Regions from separate parts of the Zea mays genome. Here region 2 is linked to region 1. The links are chromatin contacts, called in public Hi-C maps. All regions are on one chromosome and are shown on one strand. Each heading gives the region's core, a stretch centred on a gene start, on an enhancer-like site or on the middle of the called end of the contact. The rest is flanking DNA. Distances are from core to core; before and after follow the strand shown. Region 1 holds the start of LOC100277066. Region 2 overlaps LOC103653283 (a long non-coding RNA gene).

Region 1 (4,145 bases), core at 485-2,984:
ATGGGACAAAATAAGCTTGAACCTGGCTATTCCATACGTGAAAAGATAACCGCGCACTGGGCATGGGAAAAGACAACCGCAGTACAAATACAATGGCTCATGTCAGAGTCGAGGGGTTGTTTAGTTTTTCTAAACTCACTCGACGAACTAGGATTCACCTGGAGCAAGCGTATAAGCGGTCAAACTAACCTAAACACTTTGTAAAGCACCTACGCTAATCACTTCGTGATTCTACTAAGCACTTGTGCGTTTGAGCACTTAGAAATATCTACAATATGTCTTGGTATGTTGCTTGGGCTCCTACACTTTCAAATGGCCGGTTGGAGGGGTATATATAGCTTCCCCTTGAATTATAACCATTGGTCAGAAAGGCTGCTGCGTCTATCGTCGGGTGCATCGGACAGTCCGGTGCACACCGAACATGCCTGATGCCCTGGCCACGTCAGCCGACCGTTGATGTCTGTAGCAGTCGACCATTGGATCCGACCGTTGCAGACTGTCCAGTGCACACCGGATAGTCCGATGCTACAACGCCCGAGAGTCACTGGTTGCGGGCCTCTCTGCTCAGACTATCCGGTCACACACCGAACAGTCCGGTGCACACCGGGCAGGTACTGTTCACTGTTCGGTGCGCCACCATAGCGCTGGCTGACTGCCCTCTTCTTGGATTTTTTCGTTGTTTCCTTGGGCTTCTTTCGTTCTCGAGTCTTGGACTTCTACGGATCTTTTAGGTCTTATTTTGAGGTGTTGCATCCTCATAGCCTTAGTCCAATCCTCTTCGCATCCTGTGAACTACAAACACAAACATTACCAAACATATTAGTTCACAAGGTTATGTTGATTATCAAACACCAAAATCCTTTAGACAAATGGGCCGGTGTCCATTTTCCTTACAATCTCCCCCTTTTTGGTGATTGATGACAACACAACCAAGCAAGCAAATATAACAAATACTTTGATGAAAATATGCAATCTAGATGCTAGGATGCATGAATGTTCCCACAAAGTGAGATTATGGACTTAAGCCTCACCCTAACTCCACAATCCACGTAATTCCTATTTTAGAACAAAAACACTTGTAGAAACAAAACCATTTGCAAGTTTAAGATTTTAAAATTTTAAATTGAGTGATTGGGTGGTATTTGGTGTTTGATATATTTTGAATTGCTTTGGTCTCTAAAAATTCTCCCCTTTGGAATCAAGCATCGAAAAGGAAGAGATTAAAAGCATTTAGGAAGCAAATAAAACTTGTCCTCTAAAAGATTACTCCTTAAAAAAGTGTTCTCCCCCTTTAAAAAATATACTCTCATTTTTTTTACCATAAGAGCTAGTTTGGTAACCACAAAACCGGAGTGGATTGGAGGGGATAAAATTTCCTCGTATTCAATTTTGAATAAGAAGTGAATTTTAACCCCTCTAATCCTCTCCGGGTTTTGGACTCTCAAACTAGATCTAAAAGAAGATATACTCCCCTAGATTCTCTACTTAGGAAAAGAACAAGAGAAAAAGAGGTACAATATATGATTTGAATAGACTAACTCCACTATGCGTAGGTAAAAGATATAGTTAAAATATATAATTGTGCAATTTTTTTTCTCTCTCCAGTGAACACTTCCGCAACCGAACATGCCACCGCCCAGGGGATCCACCCGCCCAGCTCTCCCACAGGCCACAGCCATCGCAACAGAGCAACATGCCAACAGCCATATTGGCGAGGCGGAGCAATCCCGTAGTGGGATTGAAATCCAAAACCCTAAACTAACTCCAATCCACACTTGCCGGCATGGCCCTCAAGCGCTCGGCCGCCGCCGCCAGCCTGGGGTCGGCGTCCGACGCCTCCGACGGCGAAGCGGGCGCGGCCCGCAACAGCCACCGCCGCCGAGTCTCCCCGTCCCGCTCCCGATCCGAGTCCCCTCGGCCCAACCTCGGCCCTAGCGCCGCCGCTTCCGACACCAACCGTGAGCGTTCCCCCCGCGACCACCTCGACTCCGATGCGGACTCCGACGCCGACGCCGGCGCCGGCGCCGGCCGCGGCGCCCGTTCCTCGAGGCTTCTCGGCGAACGTTCCCCGAGCTTCCACTCCAACTCGGACGCTGACGTCGCCGGGCGCTCTCCGTCGCCGAGGCGCAACCGCGAGCGCACCCTTCACCTCCACTCTGACTCCGACTCCGACAACTCCACCACGGCCGCGGCCGCCGCCTCCGATGACGCCGGCGACGCCTCGCCTTTGGCTATTGCGCACCGTGCCTCGCACATCGGGACCTCCAACGTCAAACCCGTCAGCACGCGCCCGATGGATGTGCCCTCGCGCGCCGCCGCGGGATCTTCCCAACGTCGTTCCAAGCGCCGCCCCAGCCCCCACTCCCCGGAGCACCAGAAGCGGCCGCCCCGGGTTTGGAGTCCTGAAGACGAGGTGACCATACTGAGTGCTCTCATTGAGTTCCGTGCCAAAAAAGGTCGGCTTCCTGCGTCCATTCAGGACACGAGCAAGGTACACAGCCAGATTATTCATCAACTCACTGCTAATGCTTCTACGGCTCAGCTTAGTGATAAGGTCAGGCGCCTCAAGCACAAGTACAAGTTGCTGCTCACTCGTTCAAAGAATGGACGGGATCCTGATTTGCCAACCAAACATGATCGCGATGTCTATCAACTTAGCAAGAAAGTTTGGGGATTGAAAAGTCTACTACTAGTACGAGGATCTCGTGTGTCACACGAGGACACTGAAGATGCAGAAGAGAGCAATGAAGAGCAGGAGATAGAGGAGAGTGATGAGGATATAGAAAATGGATGGGGACTCCGTGGTCGCACAGGCAAGAAACCAAGGGCATTGACATTTGAAAATGGCAATGGTAATGCAATTGTCACTGCAGGTAGGGCTTGCCATGGTGATGGCAGTGGGAGAGATGATGCTGAGAAGGGAAAACAAATGTACCCATACCTGTGGGAGGCTGTTGAGGAGCTTTCGAAGGAGCATCCGAGTGGACCTATATTCAGGAAGGCATTTGGTGTACTTGAAAAATCAAAGGCAGGAGCGGTGGAGGAGAAGCTCAGGAAGTTCAGAATGTTAGAGATCAGGCAGCAGCTGCGTCGGATGGACCTGATGAAGGAGACAGTGGGGTTGGTGCTTGATGCTCTGGAGGGTGCATATTGATGTGCTGGTGGTTTTGGATTGTGTCCGGTATTGGTAAGGTGTTGCTCAAAAAGGGCGACCTAAGTCTTCCAGTTGCCTGGAATTGCAGTGTTATGGACATATGGTTGGGTGTGTCTAATTTTGTTGTGAAGGATATGATATGTCTTTGACCCCAACTAGACCTAGATCAAGGAGTTATGACGGCTGCTTGTTGTCGTTCCTGAAATATTTATGCTCTATGTGCTTAGGTGCTAACTTATGTCTATTTGTCATGCCATCCCTATGTTTCTGCTTAATGTTAGTTACTTCATTGGCTTAATTATCTGTTTCTATTTTCCATTTACTGCATCTGTAAATATGAACATCGCCATTTCATCAGGGTTTAATCCAGCTTGATATTTGTTACCTCTCAACTGGATGAACTGGATGCAAGCTTGGTGCTTGTTAGGTTCTTCTAACAAGACTCGCGACTGGGAAATGTAATATGATGTGTTCATAGTTATTTGCGCTTGATGATCTGTATATCACGGTGCTGTCTTTGTATGCCGTGTTTCTGGCTTGCTAGATCTGATCTGTTGGATGTGAGCAGTGGTTGATCCAGGATTACATCAGAAGAGGGGCTACTAAGACCCCGTTTAGGACTAAAGTCCATTAAGGGGGCGTTCGGTTCTCTCGGAACGGTGAACTGGAACAATTCCAAGACTTATTGTTGTTTTAATTTACGTAAGTTTTAATCAACCTGAAAAATTTCAGGGCCATTCCAAGAGAAACGAACGGAGCCTAACTAAAACTTTAGTTCCTATCCTAGGACTAAACAGATTATAAATACATTAAATGCAACACATTCTTCTTTTCTGTGTATGACACAAGTTTTCTATCTAAGAGAAATTATAATAAATGTTGTCCTTTAGTCTCTTTTAGCATCCATGTGACGGGCTAGAGACTAAAACAAATTAATTTCTAATTTAGTCTGACGGGCTAGAGACAAACAAATTAATTTCTAATTTAGTCC
Region 2 (4,145 bases), core at 962-3,461, 110 kb after region 1:
ACATCATACAAAGACAACGATCCAGCAACCATAGTTGACTGGGAGACGACGACCTAGACCTCTTAAGAACTCATCGCGACATCCTTCATGCTCCTCGTCTTGCAGTACCTGTTCTTGACCTGGGGGATGTGAGTACAATAAGGGTGAGTTCACATACGTTCATAAATTCACTTACAGTGGGGCTCATGTGAAGTGTAAGACTTACCAAAGGAGATGGTTAAAGCTGAGCATTGCTTTTAAAGTTGGTCAAAGTTTTATTAGCAGTTACTAAGTATAAGTGGATACCAAACCAAATAAATAAGAGATCACAATTATTAATAACACCCACGATGCAATGCAAATGATAAATTAAGTTTAGTTCCATAAATTACTCATATGAGTGTCCGAGCCGCTCATGACCGTGAGCACGACTGATATACCAGTTTTACACTCTCCAGAGGTTGTGCATCGATCTTACCCACAAGTCATGTTACCCATCTTCCACGTGGTCATGAATCCCATACAACTTTACCGGGGAGGCGAGGCAGGGTAGCACTACGAGGCCTTTCTAAAGTTCCACTAGTTCAAAAAAACTCACTACGGATTCAGAAAGAAGGAAGCGTAGTAATCCCTCGTCCGAAAAGCCATCACATATCAGTTTTCATGACGACTAAGATGTAATAACTTTATTTTATTTCGATGTACTTATTTTCTATGAAATGTTGTATCACGTGATGCAGTGGATGTTAATTTATCACGATATTGGTTGCGAAGGAAAAGTTTGAGATCCTTCGCGATTTCATCGGACCCAGGGGCGGATCTAGGAGGGGGGCTGCCGGGGCTGCAGCCCCGGTCGCCCCATGACACCTATTTTATGATGTGTCCTAATAGTATATACTCCATCTATTTTAAAATAGTAGTCATCATTTTAGGAAATTAGTAGGTTTATATAATTTTTGATTGATGCATGTGTTTTATATATATGTCTAGATTCATCATCATCCATTTGAATATAGACATAAAAACAAAGAGCTAAAAGGACAACTATTTTGAAACGTGTGAGTATATTATAACATAAATACAGCCTATAAAGGTTAACTAAGATAGGCCACAACCTTCTTTCTAATCGTGTCATTCAGCACATGTATTTGGCCTCTATCTGTGCCACCAGCACGCTAGGTGGTAGCGCGCGCATCCACGCTGGATCCCGTCCATGCTTCAGCAGTGTAAATCCACGCCACCACACATGACGTATTCATGAGCTAGCGCGCACGGCCAATGCACATCTAACAGTTAGCAGCGCGCATGTACCCAACGCAAGGGGCACAAGCCAGGGGCGACGACAGGGGGGACACGGGAGCAATGCCCCCCTAATGCTCCCCTAATTCTATAGGACATGTTAGTTTTTAGCTAATTCTCATGTAAATAGTACAAAAAATGCTTCTAACAACCCCCTTATTCTAATTTGGTCCCCGTAATTTTGGATCCTGGCTTCGCCCCTGCTGCAAGCAGCACCATGACAGACCTGCTGCAACATGCTAGGACATCAGGCCTGCGACGACGTCGTCGTGGCACTCACCCCCAAGATAGCCACTAGTGGCTCCGTCAAACATATTTTAACATATAGCCCCTACTTTGATCCAATCCTGGATCCGCCACTGATCGGACCCCTAGGTTTATAAAGGTTCAAATGTGTTAAATCATTGTCATGCAATTGGTTTTCGTACTTTATTTCTTATAAATCTGGTTGAGTCGCTGCATTAATAATACCGCGATTTTGTCATTCGGTGATACATATTAGTCTACTGCAGAGCAGAAACGGAACGGTGACACCAGTTTCCTTCCCTTCTATTTGGCGTTCAAAAGGTAGGCTAAATTTTAGTCTAGTCTACCCGAACACCACTCGGATTGGTCTCCGCTAACGTTTTTTCCCCTCTTGTCTTATACAACAGGAGTTTAGGGGCGTGTTCGGTTGGCTGCAAGCCGACACTGTTGCAGCTGTTTGGACTGCTGCAGCTGCAATCCATAGAGAGAAAAATACTGTAGAAGCCGCAGCCGCAGCCGGATTGCAGCCGCAGCAAGCCGCAGCGAACAAGCTGTAGGTTTCTTGTGTCTTGCGGTCTGAAATGGAGCTTCCGTCAGAAAAATCAATATGCTGTCATGACGAGACGAGACTTGAACAGCTCCTCTCCAGGCTGGCCCAAAACAAGTTCAGCCTGGCCCATACGAAGGTTTCGGCAGCCTGGGCTTTGTCTGACGAAAGCTTTCGGTGCATCTGGAGCAGTTACTCATGGATTTGGTACGTCCCGCTTTGTCTGAATCATGAAAAGTCGCGTGTTCGATCTGCAATCATGATGCATTTGGAGCTAGCAGTTACTCATGGATTCCTGGTGCGTGCATCTTCTGGTCTCTGCTGCATGCATGCAGAATCATGGTGGGTTTTTTTAATTATGCAAGTGTTTGCTTATTTTCAGCAGCGATGTCCAATTCAATAATAGTGTCTTGTAAAGATTTTTTTTTTGATGTTTATGGAATCCATTATTGTGCCAATCCCAGCCTATCAGATGCCTACGGAGGGCGCTCATCTTGTTATTCCACCTTTGAACTGAGTTGCGGCCTTTCATTGGCTTGCTCCAAATTCCTATGACAAGACTATATAGAAATCATCACGTAGGAACCAGCTTAGTTCTACTTTGAATTGTCTTTTTGTTTCTTGTGTAAGCTGGAGAACCAGTGTCTAATAGAAGGGGGTATGATCCGAGACCCCACGATCTAGGGCCTTAACAGAAACAAAAGGATATTTGGATTCCCAATCTGAAGACATTAGAATGCGGTCTAATTTGTCATAGGTTGGAATGGGAAGGGAATTGGCCCAAGTGAATTGACGTCCCATCAAATCAATTTCCCAAAGGTCAAAGCTATCTATAACAACATTGAACAAGAAAGGCTATCGACCATTGAATCTATCATCTATCGTTGTTCTTCTCCTTGCTATTCCTTAGAATATTAAAGTCACCACCTATTAGCATGGGCAATGGATTTTGTTGACAAGCTCTGACTAGCTCAGATAAGAAGACTATTTTGAATTCATCCTGAGCTAGACCATAAACTGCCATAAGAATCCATTTGAATTTATCTACCTTATCGTAAATATGAAATTTAATATAAAATCCCCCTTCCACAATTAGAGACAAGTCAAGCACAGTAGCATTAACACCCAATAAAATTCCACCAGATCTCCCTCGCGGGGAAGACAATGCCAAATAAAATCCTTGTCCCCTGAAAGGCGAGCGAGGCTTGTTTTTGACATGTCATGCTTCCCAGTTTCCATGATAGCCACAAAGTTCAAATCATATTCTTTAATGGCTTCATCAATGAAACGATATTTAGCCAAGTCCGCTAGACCTCTACTATTTCAAAAAAAATCCTTTCGTTAGAAAACTAGATTATTTATTTTAAAGGCTTTATTTTTTTCTTAAACTGGACTTTGATTTGCGACTGGTAACTATAAGGTCACAAATTCTTGTGTCAAGTTCCAAGTCATCAAAGCTTACATATGTTATATCCTTTAACAAGTGATCAACTAGGGTATTGTCCATAACAGTATCCTGATTATCACTGTCAAGAGAGAGATCTTATTTTTAGTTTTTCTGCTAGTTTCAAAGATTTTGAAGGAGTTACAGTGCTTCTATCAACCTCAATACATTTTAGAGCATTAATAGATAGATTAACTATTTTATCAATACCCCTAACTTGATCCCAAGACTAATAAGATTTCTGGTGCATCTATCAATTGACATGCCATTAATCGACAATGGATTAGAGTTCAACGTACCCATATTTGAGGCACAAGGTGATGAAGTAGGCGAGAAAGGATATCCAACATGGCCCTCAACCGGCAACTGCTCCGAAGGCCCGTCTAGATTTCTCAACGCATCTCTTTTCATTGCTTTAGAAACCATTTGTTCATCTGCTACAGAGAAACCATCAGCAGATAAAATAGAATTTAGGCAAATACTACGCCGTAGACGTACCAAGAGTGTTTGAGAGGTTAGCCTGAGTCGATCCCACATAGGGGCCAGACCTCAACGTTGAAGATACCCTTTCAACACCAGTACCCTGTTTGTTAGCTGCACCAGGCGGACAATGTAGGTGGTCCAACCGCG

What was found. A called contact is a pair of places that touch in the nucleus more often than the background predicts.
Region 2: a contact with region 1 is called in a Hi-C map of leaf, with 4 times the contacts expected there. The contact joins the enhancer-like site here to the promoter of LOC100277066 in region 1. A contact is called at or near these places in 6 of 25 Hi-C or Micro-C datasets (bundle sheath, ear, leaf and 1 more).

The regions. Positions count from the first base shown.
Region 1 is chr4:58,331,884-58,336,028 of Zm-B73-REFERENCE-NAM-5.0, forward strand. LOC100277066 reads left to right here and starts at 1,735. Exons shown (of 1, transcript NM_001150733.2): 1 at 1,735-3,498. The coding sequence starts at 1,784. The coding sequence ends at 3,154.
Region 2 is chr4:58,438,305-58,442,449 of Zm-B73-REFERENCE-NAM-5.0, forward strand. It overlaps LOC103653283 (a long non-coding RNA gene), which reads left to right. Exons shown (of 3, transcript XR_565377.2): 2 at 1,791-1,845; 3 at 1,932-2,528. Among protein-coding and RNA genes, the nearest start is that of LOC103653283, 4.1 kb to the left of the region's middle. Within about 2 kb of position 2,212, at least 9 of the 20 cell types and tissues checked have an H3K27ac peak or open chromatin away from gene starts, as enhancers often do. A contact at or near this core is called in ear, leaf and tassel, where this site is marked.